Linked DNA regions of Mus musculus: all the other regions are linked to region 3. A link is a contact called in public Micro-C and promoter capture Hi-C data. All regions are on one chromosome and are shown on one strand. Each heading gives the region's core, a stretch centred on a gene start, on an enhancer-like site or on the middle of the called end of the contact. The rest is flanking DNA. Distances are from core to core; before and after follow the strand shown. Region 1 holds the start of Lzts2 (leucine zipper, putative tumor suppressor 2). Region 2 holds the start of Taf5 (TATA-box binding protein associated factor 5). Region 3 holds the start of Ldb1 (LIM domain binding 1).

Region 1 (2,700 bases), core at 60-2,559, 1.0 Mb before region 3:
TAGTTTGTGAATATGATGTAAGAAGTTTCCAGAGTGGCTGAATCCGGCTGTCATTGCGTGGAAGAGGGTTGGGAGGCTGAGTGTATTTAAAGAATGTGACTGGATGCAAAGGACTGTTGTGCACTCTCCCGTGCACGAAACACCAAGCCTTCTGTGAGTTGGCCTGAAGGATTATGGAATGAAGATCTATGGAGCCACGTGATGGATGAGACTGACTGTGGCTGCCCGAGACTGAATGTGGGAAAGGTCGTGTGGGTGTTAAGACTGTTGTTTTCGAGAGGGTAAAAATATTTGTGACCCCAAGAGAGACTTTGGGATGTCTGCTGCGGAGCCAGTGTAGGTTTGAGCTGTTCGTTCTTGAGATTATTGGGGGTCAGGTATCCCTCCCACCCCCTTTGAGCAGCGACCCTTCTCATAGCAAATGACCCCCGAGGTTCGGCTAGGGAGGCTGGAGCCATGCCAGGGACAAGCCTGGGCTCGCGGCCCGAGGGTGCTGTGCTGGAAAGGGAGTGGGATTGGTGGGGGTCTTGGGGGGGGGGGGCTGGTAAGTTGCTGGAAAGGGCCACCAGGTGGCGCCGATTTGGAAAATCCAAGCGTGTGACCTCCAGCCTGCTGGGGGTGGGACAGACAGCGACCGAGCCAGTCCCTCAACTTGTGCCCAGGAGCCGGCAACTGGAGAGGGATGGCTGACCCCCTCGGCCTCCCCATGGACCGGGAAGCTGGAGACTGAGGAGGGAAGCTTCTCCTAGAGGAGCGGAGGGGGAGGGGCGGGGCTGGCGCCGCGCCTTGGCTCTTTGTGCTGGAACAATGACCAGCTGCCGCTGGCCCTTGGGCTCCGGCAGGGATAGGCGATGGTGACCCGGCTCGATGAGTCTCGAGCCGGCCGAGCCTCCTAACACACACACACACACACACACACACACACACACACACACACACACACAGAGTCGCTAGGCCACTCTGGGAGGAATCCCGAGCGCTACCGAGCACACACACACACCACACTTAACACACACACACACACACACACACACACACACACACACACACACACACACACACACACACACACAACACACACACACACACACAGTTGCTAGGCCACTCTGGGAGGAATCCCGAGCGCCGCCGAGCAGCCCCCGCGTGCGCCCTGGCTGGCACGCGTGACGTGGGTTACTTGCGCGTGTCCGCTCCCCGGGGCGGGAACGCCCCTCGGACCCCTCCCCCCATCAGTGCGCACCGCCCACTCGGGCCGGGCGGGGGCCGGTCAGGGCCGGGGGCGCCGGCTGGGCGGAGGCGGGGCCGAGCCGGGCAGCTCCGAGTGGCCGCGCGCGGGCTGGAGCGGGCGGCGCGCCTGTGGAGTGCTGGGGCGGCCCGGGGCTGAGCATGGAGCAGCGCGGCGGAGGTGAGGGGTCCAGGGCTGAGGGTGCCCCAACTTCTAAGCGATGCGGTCCGGTGGGGAGGTGGCATTCCATAGACGCCCCCAGTTTATGGAAGGAGCGGACTATTGTGGGTGGCGGGGGGGGGGGTGGGGGGACACGACGACTCTGGGCTTTCAGTCTCGGAATGGCAACTCGTGATCCCAGACTGGATCCTGCTTGACTGGTCTCTGGAGTTTGAGTGTGTGTGTTTGGGGGGACTTTCCCCAACTCTCCAACCCCAGCCCTGAGGTCAGAGAGTTGGGACGTGGGCCAGACTCATCTCAGGCCCTGGCGCGGCCCCAGACTCTAGAACCCCCAGCTTACTTGCTGGGGTGGGGGCGCAGGGGTCTGTGTACCATAGTGATAGGTCAGGGAGTGCTGGGGAGAACCAGGGCTTTCTTTTTCCCACAGCTACAAACGCATTTCTCAAAATGGAGCCGCTTGCCCCTCCTTCTCTCTTGGGCCTCAAAAGCGGGAGCCAGGCTGGCTAGGCCTGGCTTTCCTGACGCCTGGCCCTCAGAGCTCAGCTCTGTGGCTCCTCTGGCTTTAGGGGTCCTTGCCTGTGTAGCTTCAGCGACCCTAACTCATGGGTCTGCCTCTGGCTCCTCGTGTCTGAGCCTCTTGGCCTTTGTCTCTTCTGTCTTCTGGCTCCTGTCTCTCTGAGTGTCTACCCCGGCCCTTGCCCTTCCTTCTGGGTCTCACTTTCTGTGTCCTCTGGAGTAGGGACAGGAGTGCCAGCCCCTTCTCACTCCTCACTATACTGTGGAGCAGTCTCCATCCCTAGGCTGGACCTTTTGGGGGCGATCTCAGTACCTACCCTACAGAGAAGTTGCTACACTTCAGTTCCTACCCTAGCTCTTAGCAACTCCTTCCTCACGCTGGACTCCTGTGAGTCTCTGGTCTTAACACTTAGAGGCACTTAGTGGAGAACAATATACAAAGATAAGATGGGGCAAGGGCGTCAGGCACTGTGATCTCACCTTTCCTCAAACTCTTAAGTTAAAAAAAAGTTTTAGGGAGGAGGAGTCCCCATTCACATTGGTGGCTTTGAATGTCACCCAGGTCCTCATGCACTCCCAGAACGCTCACTTATACAGATTGGTCCTGGGGAGCTTTCACACACTTTTCTTGTGTACAGTAGGAATCCATGTAACTGTCCCAGGAGAACTGCAGGCGTCCTGTAGAGATTTGTGTGTCTCAGTCTATGAGAGACTTGACTCAATGGACCCAAAGAAAGGAGGATTTTCCCTAGAATTTCATGCTAGGAGAAGAAGCAGAA
Region 2 (2,700 bases), core at 160-2,659, 1.0 Mb after region 3:
AACACTGTACTTGAAGTCATTAGCCTCAGCTAAAGCACAACGTGGACGCTGGACTCTCAGAGACCCGCGTAGAGAGGACAAAGGTGGCCATACTTCCCCAAGTCAGACACCTTCTTCCCATCTCCTTCCAAGTAAGGGCTGCTGTTGTAGCCCAGCAGCAGAACACTGCCTAGGATTCAAGAGGCAGGGTGAGGTTCACTTCCTAGTACTGCCCCAAACAACAACAAAATAGTAACAATGGGTAATTAATACACAGTAGAAACATTTTAGTCATAAAAACGTCTATATAAAAACTTTTTAGCTGGACCCCTACACTTGGAAGGTGAAGGCAGGAGGACCAGAAATTCAAGGTCCCCCTTAACTTCACAGCAGGTTCAAGGCCAGCCTGCGTGCATAAGACCCTGCCTTAATCTTTTCTTTAAAAAGGAAAAAAAATTTTTTCCTTAGGACAGAAATGGTTTATTTGGTAACAAGGAATGAGAAGAAATTAACTTTTTTTTCTCTTTAACTTTATAGTTGATTTTGTTGTTGGTTTTGGTTTTGTTGTTCTTGTTCTTGTTGGAGACAAGGTCTCCGGAGACAGTGTAGCCCTGACTGATCTAGAACTTGCTGAGGCGATCCTGTGACCTCTATCTTCGGCTTAAATTTATTTTTAGAAACTACATCCAGCTTAAAGGCTTTTTTAAAAAAAATAAACGATATAACATATACTGTAAAGTTCACAAAGCTAGATTTTTACAGGAATAAAAAGTGAAAAAGAGCCGGGCGTGGTGGCGCACGCCTTTAATCGCAGCACTCAGCGGATTTCTGAGTTCGAGGCCAGCCTGGTCTACAAAGTGAGTTCCAGAACAGCCAGGGCTCTATAGAGAAACCCTGTCTCGAAAAAACAAACCAAACCAAAAAAAAAAAAAAAAAAAGAAAGAAAGAAAAACTGAAAAAGTAACCACTGCTCAGCCCACAGCATCAGAGAGCCTTTCCAGTAACTAGGAGGCCTCTTTCTGATAAATGCTATGTGCTTTTGAATTAAATACCTGGGCGTGAATCGTTTTCTTCGCGTGTGATTTTAGCATGGTATTTAACCTCTTTGGATTCTGGTTAAGCCGTCTGTAAAGACTCCAGGGATTAGCACCTTTAAACTTGTTGAATTAAAAGAGCTCGTATAATATAAAACGGCTATCTCATCGCCTGAATGCAATAAACGGTAATTAGCAGGCAAATGCAATAGAGACTGACGGTAAGCAACTCCCACTTCCTGCCTGCCTTTCGCTCGGTTTTGAAAGTAGCTCTTTCTCGTGCCTTTTCTCCTCGCTAGCTCCTCCCACTGCCGTAAATGGCCTGCCCCGGCTGTCGTGAAACGCCCTACCCCCGCCCTCCATGTGGCGAAAACGCAGTCACGCTTGACGGCGCGAGGTGGCTCAGCCGCAAGATGGCGGCGCTGGCGGAGGAGCAGACGGAGGTGGCGGTCAAGCTAGAGCCTGAGGGACCGCCGACGCTGCTACCTCCGCAGGCTGGCGACGGCGCAGGCGAGGGGAGCGGCGGCACTCCCAACAACGGCCCCAACGGCGGCGGCGGCGGGAATGTGGCAGTGGCAGCGGCGGCCGGCGGGGACGGCGGGACCCCCAAGCCTGGGGTGGCTGTCTCCGCCGCTGCCCCGGCGGGGGCGGCCCCGGTGCCCGCCGCTCCGGCGGAGGCCGGCGCTCCCCACGACCGACAGACCCTCCTGGCCGTGCTGCAATTCCTCCGGCAGAGCAACCTCCGCGAGGCCGAAGAGGCGCTGCGCCGGGAGGCCCGGCTGCTGGAGGAGGCGGTGGCGGGCTCCGGAGCTCCGGGAGAGTTGGACGGGGCCGGCGCGGAGGCGGCCAGCGCGCTTCTCAGCCGGGTCACCGCTTCAGTTCCCGGCTCTGCGGCCCCCGAGCCTCCGGGGACGGGCGCCTCGGTGACCTCGGTGTTCTCGGGTTCAGCCTCAGGTCCTGCGGCTCCGGGAAAGGGTGAGTCTCGGGCTCCCGGGCTGAGGAGCGCCGGCTGGAAGGGGAGCTAGCCGGGAAGGCGAGGGCTGGCGGGCCTGCACCTCTGCGGGCTTGTTTTGAATTTCCTGGGCCCGCCTCTAGGGCCACACGCCCGCCCCTTTCGCTCCTGCGCCGGCTGCGCAGTCAAACCCTCTTCTGAGCTGTCAGTTCCAGCCAGAGGCTGAGCAGCAGGGCTGTGGAGTCGAGGGAGGCGCCAGGGACCGGGGATTGACAGAAGAGGGGAACCTTAGGGGTTTCGGGGTTTCTGCTCTTACTTAGACTTAGGAACCTAGGATTGGGTTCGCGTGAACACGAGTATCGTACTGTCACATTCCCATACTACTATTGTACAGCAGGTACTTTCCGTGTCTTGATTTTTCACAACTGTATAGTTCTCATCTCTCCTTTTGAGACGAGACAACGGACTTTTTGAGCAAAGCCGGAAGGGCTTGCTTTGGATAACACCTCCAGAGTGGAGGTTGTAAGTGTTTCTTAGAATGTGGGCTGAGAACCGCTGGTGTTAAGTGTTTTAGAGGATTTCTGAGCATCACTTAAGGCTTATTAAACTCTGTAAGGGCAGAGTCTGGGAATCTGCCTTGCAGAGCTTTTGAAAACTCTTAAGTCTACGGGCAGGAGTGGGGCAGACCTTTTTGTCTCTGTTGCTTTTTCTTGTGTGATGTCAGTTAAAGGTTTT
Region 3 (2,700 bases), core at 90-2,589:
AGACTAACCTCTCCCATCACATGGCTCAACTGTTCCCTCCTAGCACTTGTGGCCTTATACCCCGACCGTACAAGAAAAATCTCAAGGCACTCTCAGACACAGGTGTTCCCTGGCAAGCTCTGATACCTGTTAGAGAGGGTTGTGATTTGAATTTGAGTCCTCAAGTTTTCACTGGGGGGGGGGTGTCAAGCATTGCTCCCCCAACTCGAATCTGCAAACCACTCTTAACTTCACGGCCTACCTGGAACTGCTACACTCCCCCTCCCACGAAGACTGAGATAGCAGACCCAAGGGCCCAATTATCTGACACCCCCTAGGAGTGCTTTTTGTCCCTCAGGAGGGCCAACCTACCCTGGCAACAGACAGGAAAAGTTAAAGGGGGGTAAGATGGGCTCCAATCAACTCCTCCCCCAAACAGCATCCTAAGAAACAGCCCGAGGGGGGGAATGTCACAAAATATGTAAGAGGCAATAAACAGCAGGGAAGGGGGGGAAACCCAAATCAGCCAATCAGAACTCTACGATGACCTGAGGGGGGGGTCAAAAGTCCAAAGTCACTTCTGATTGGCTAACACCCTGGAATTCTGGGAATTTCAGTCCCCCCCCATCCCTCCCCAGTTAGCCTCCCCCCCCTCAAAAAAAAATTACAAGCCATCCTTAGCACCCCCTTCCCGTGCCGCTGGGCTGCTGCGTATTTATACAGATGAGAAAACCCGGCCCCGATCGAGGCCCCTCTAACTCTATACAGCCCCCGACCCCCACCATGCCTTCGATGCCCCCCACATACAAATCCTCTCCAAACCAGGGGTTAGGGGGCCGAAAGGGAGGGAGGGGCCAGGCGGCCTCGAGACCCACTCACCAGGACAGGCACAGCCCACTGACATCTTCACATCGCCCGCCGCTGGGGGCCCAGCCGAGTCACGATGCCCGCCCCTCGCAGGGACAGGCCGGGCATGAGCCGCTGCCGCCGCCCGCGGCCCCCGATGCCCGCGCCGCCGGCCCGGCCCGGCCTCTGCCCGGTGCGGGCCGCCCCTGCCTGCAGCGAGGGGCCTGTCAGGCGCGGAGCAGACAGGAAGGAAGCCAGGCAGGAAGGCGAGCTGCCTCTGCGTGTGTACGCGCGGGTGTGCGTCCCCGGAGTGTGTGTCCGTGTGTGCGCGTGTGCGTGTGCGTGTCTGTGCGCTCCCGCCGCCCTCCCCGCCGCCGCCCTCGCGCTCGCTCCCGTTCGTTCGCGCGTCCTCTCCCTCTCGCAAGCGCCGGCTCTCCGGCCAGAGTCGGGCTGGGCCGGGCTTTATTAATATGCTAATTGTCCTGGTAGTGGGAGGGGAGAGCCGTGTCAAAGTGACCCGGGCGAGCGCGGCGCGAGCGGCGACGTGCGTGCGCCGCGCGGCGAGGGGCAGGGAGCGCTCCCGGGAACGGCATGCGTGTGACGCAGCTCTTAAAAAACGAGACGGAGGCAGAGACCCCGGCGAGGGCGGGCGCCGGGGAGCGGGAGGAGGCGAAGCCTCACGCTCGGCGTCCGTCCTCCGGGTGCGCGGGGTTGGGAGCGTGGCTGAGCGGGAGCGGGGATTGGGGGAGGCGGAGCCTGGGTGGGTAGTGAGGTGTACCCTCTCTCCACCCCCGGGAGGGATGGGGCGCTGACCCCTGCCTGTGCTCTTTGCGGAGACCCTGTGTGGCGCGCTCCACCCGAAGCTGGGTGGGAAAAGGAGCACTCTCCTAATTCTCAGAGCAACCCCTAGACTCATCCCCTTTCTAAATTAACCAGACCATGCCTGCTAAACCAGTTGGGACTAGAGCTAAAAGGGTTAATTAAGAAGGGACCCCACCCTCCCCCGCCTAAGGGCCTGAGGTCCGCATTTTGCAAGGGGACACAAGGGCTGTGGTATGACCATTAGGCTGGGAAGGGGGGGAGCACTACCAAAGCCATCCTTTCCTCTTGCAGGCTCTGACGCACCAGTTAAGACACTTCCCTTCCCCCACTTTCTTCTTCCAGCCCTGGAGCCTTCTACCCACCCACCCCCATCCTCCGCCCCCTGGAAGCAGCTCCCTGTTTTGGAGGTGGAGAACAGGAAACCTACTCCTTCAGTGCCCCCTACCCATAGGGGCAGAGGCCGCGGGGAGGGTTGGGGGTGGGGCATCCTGGACAGTCAGTCTATCTTCCAAAGGGAGAACCCTCCCAACCTTCAGGCAGTCCTCAAGGACTCCTCAACCCAACCCATGGAAGGGAAGAACTCTTCCATCCCTTCTCCAAAGCCCAGCCCTAGCTGCCTCATAAACAGGAAATACCTATTAGCAGGGAGGAGGGGAGCTGCTAGAAGGAGTTCGGGGGGGGGGTGTCCCCCAAGCCTTAGCTTCTCTTAAGCTTCGTGGTGTATTCCCTGGGTAGATTCTGGGGGCTGGTATTCCCTGTCTAAGGTATCTGAACTAGACTGGTTACACTGGCTTCCCTCTTCCCTTTGTTGCTAAAATGGGGATTGTTTGAAAAAGGTGTTTGATTTCCCTACCCCGATTTAGGAGTTTGCACAGCTGGCTTGACTGTCCAGGGGAGAGTTACAAAGGTGGAGGTTAAGGTGCCATGAGACCACATATCCCAACCTTAGGGGTTTTTTTTGTTTTTTTTTGTTTTTGTTTTTTGGCTAAGGAGCAAGAGACCATGGTAGTAGAGTCTGATGATTGAAAGGAGGGCGTGCCTAGGAATGAGAAT

Evidence for each region. A called contact is a pair of places that touch in the nucleus more often than the background predicts. Capture Hi-C pulls out chosen DNA fragments and counts their contacts.
Region 1: a contact with region 3 is called in a Micro-C map of embryonic stem cells, with 2.2 times the contacts expected there. The contact joins the promoter of Lzts2 here to the promoter of Ldb1 in region 3. A contact is called at or near these places in 1 of 39 promoter capture datasets (pre-B cells), 2 of 484 Hi-C or Micro-C datasets (embryonic stem cells and uterus), 6 of 115 datasets of contacts at active chromatin or transcription factors (astrocytes, embryonic midbrain, embryonic stem cells and 3 more) and 1 of 9 other capture datasets (embryonic stem cells).
Region 2: a contact with region 3 is called in a promoter capture Hi-C map of adipose tissue, with 2.4 times the contacts expected there. The contact joins the promoter of Taf5 here to the promoter of Ldb1 in region 3. A contact is called at or near these places in 1 of 39 promoter capture datasets (cranial neural crest), 1 of 115 datasets of contacts at active chromatin or transcription factors (embryonic stem cells) and 1 of 9 other capture datasets (adipose tissue).

What each region holds. Positions count from the first base shown.
Region 1 is chr19:45,016,826-45,019,525 of GRCm38.p6, forward strand. Lzts2 (leucine zipper, putative tumor suppressor 2) reads left to right here and starts at 1,310. Exons shown (of 5, transcript NM_001130526.1): 1 at 1,310-1,405.
Region 2 is chr19:47,066,339-47,069,038 of GRCm38.p6, forward strand. It overlaps Taf5 (TATA-box binding protein associated factor 5), which reads left to right and starts at 1,410. Exons shown (of 11, transcript NM_177342.3): 1 at 1,410-1,988. The coding sequence starts at 1,427.
Region 3 is chr19:46,043,972-46,046,671 of GRCm38.p6, forward strand. It overlaps Ldb1 (LIM domain binding 1), which reads right to left and starts at 1,340. Exons shown (of 11, transcript NM_001113408.2): 1 at 859-1,340. The coding sequence starts at 883.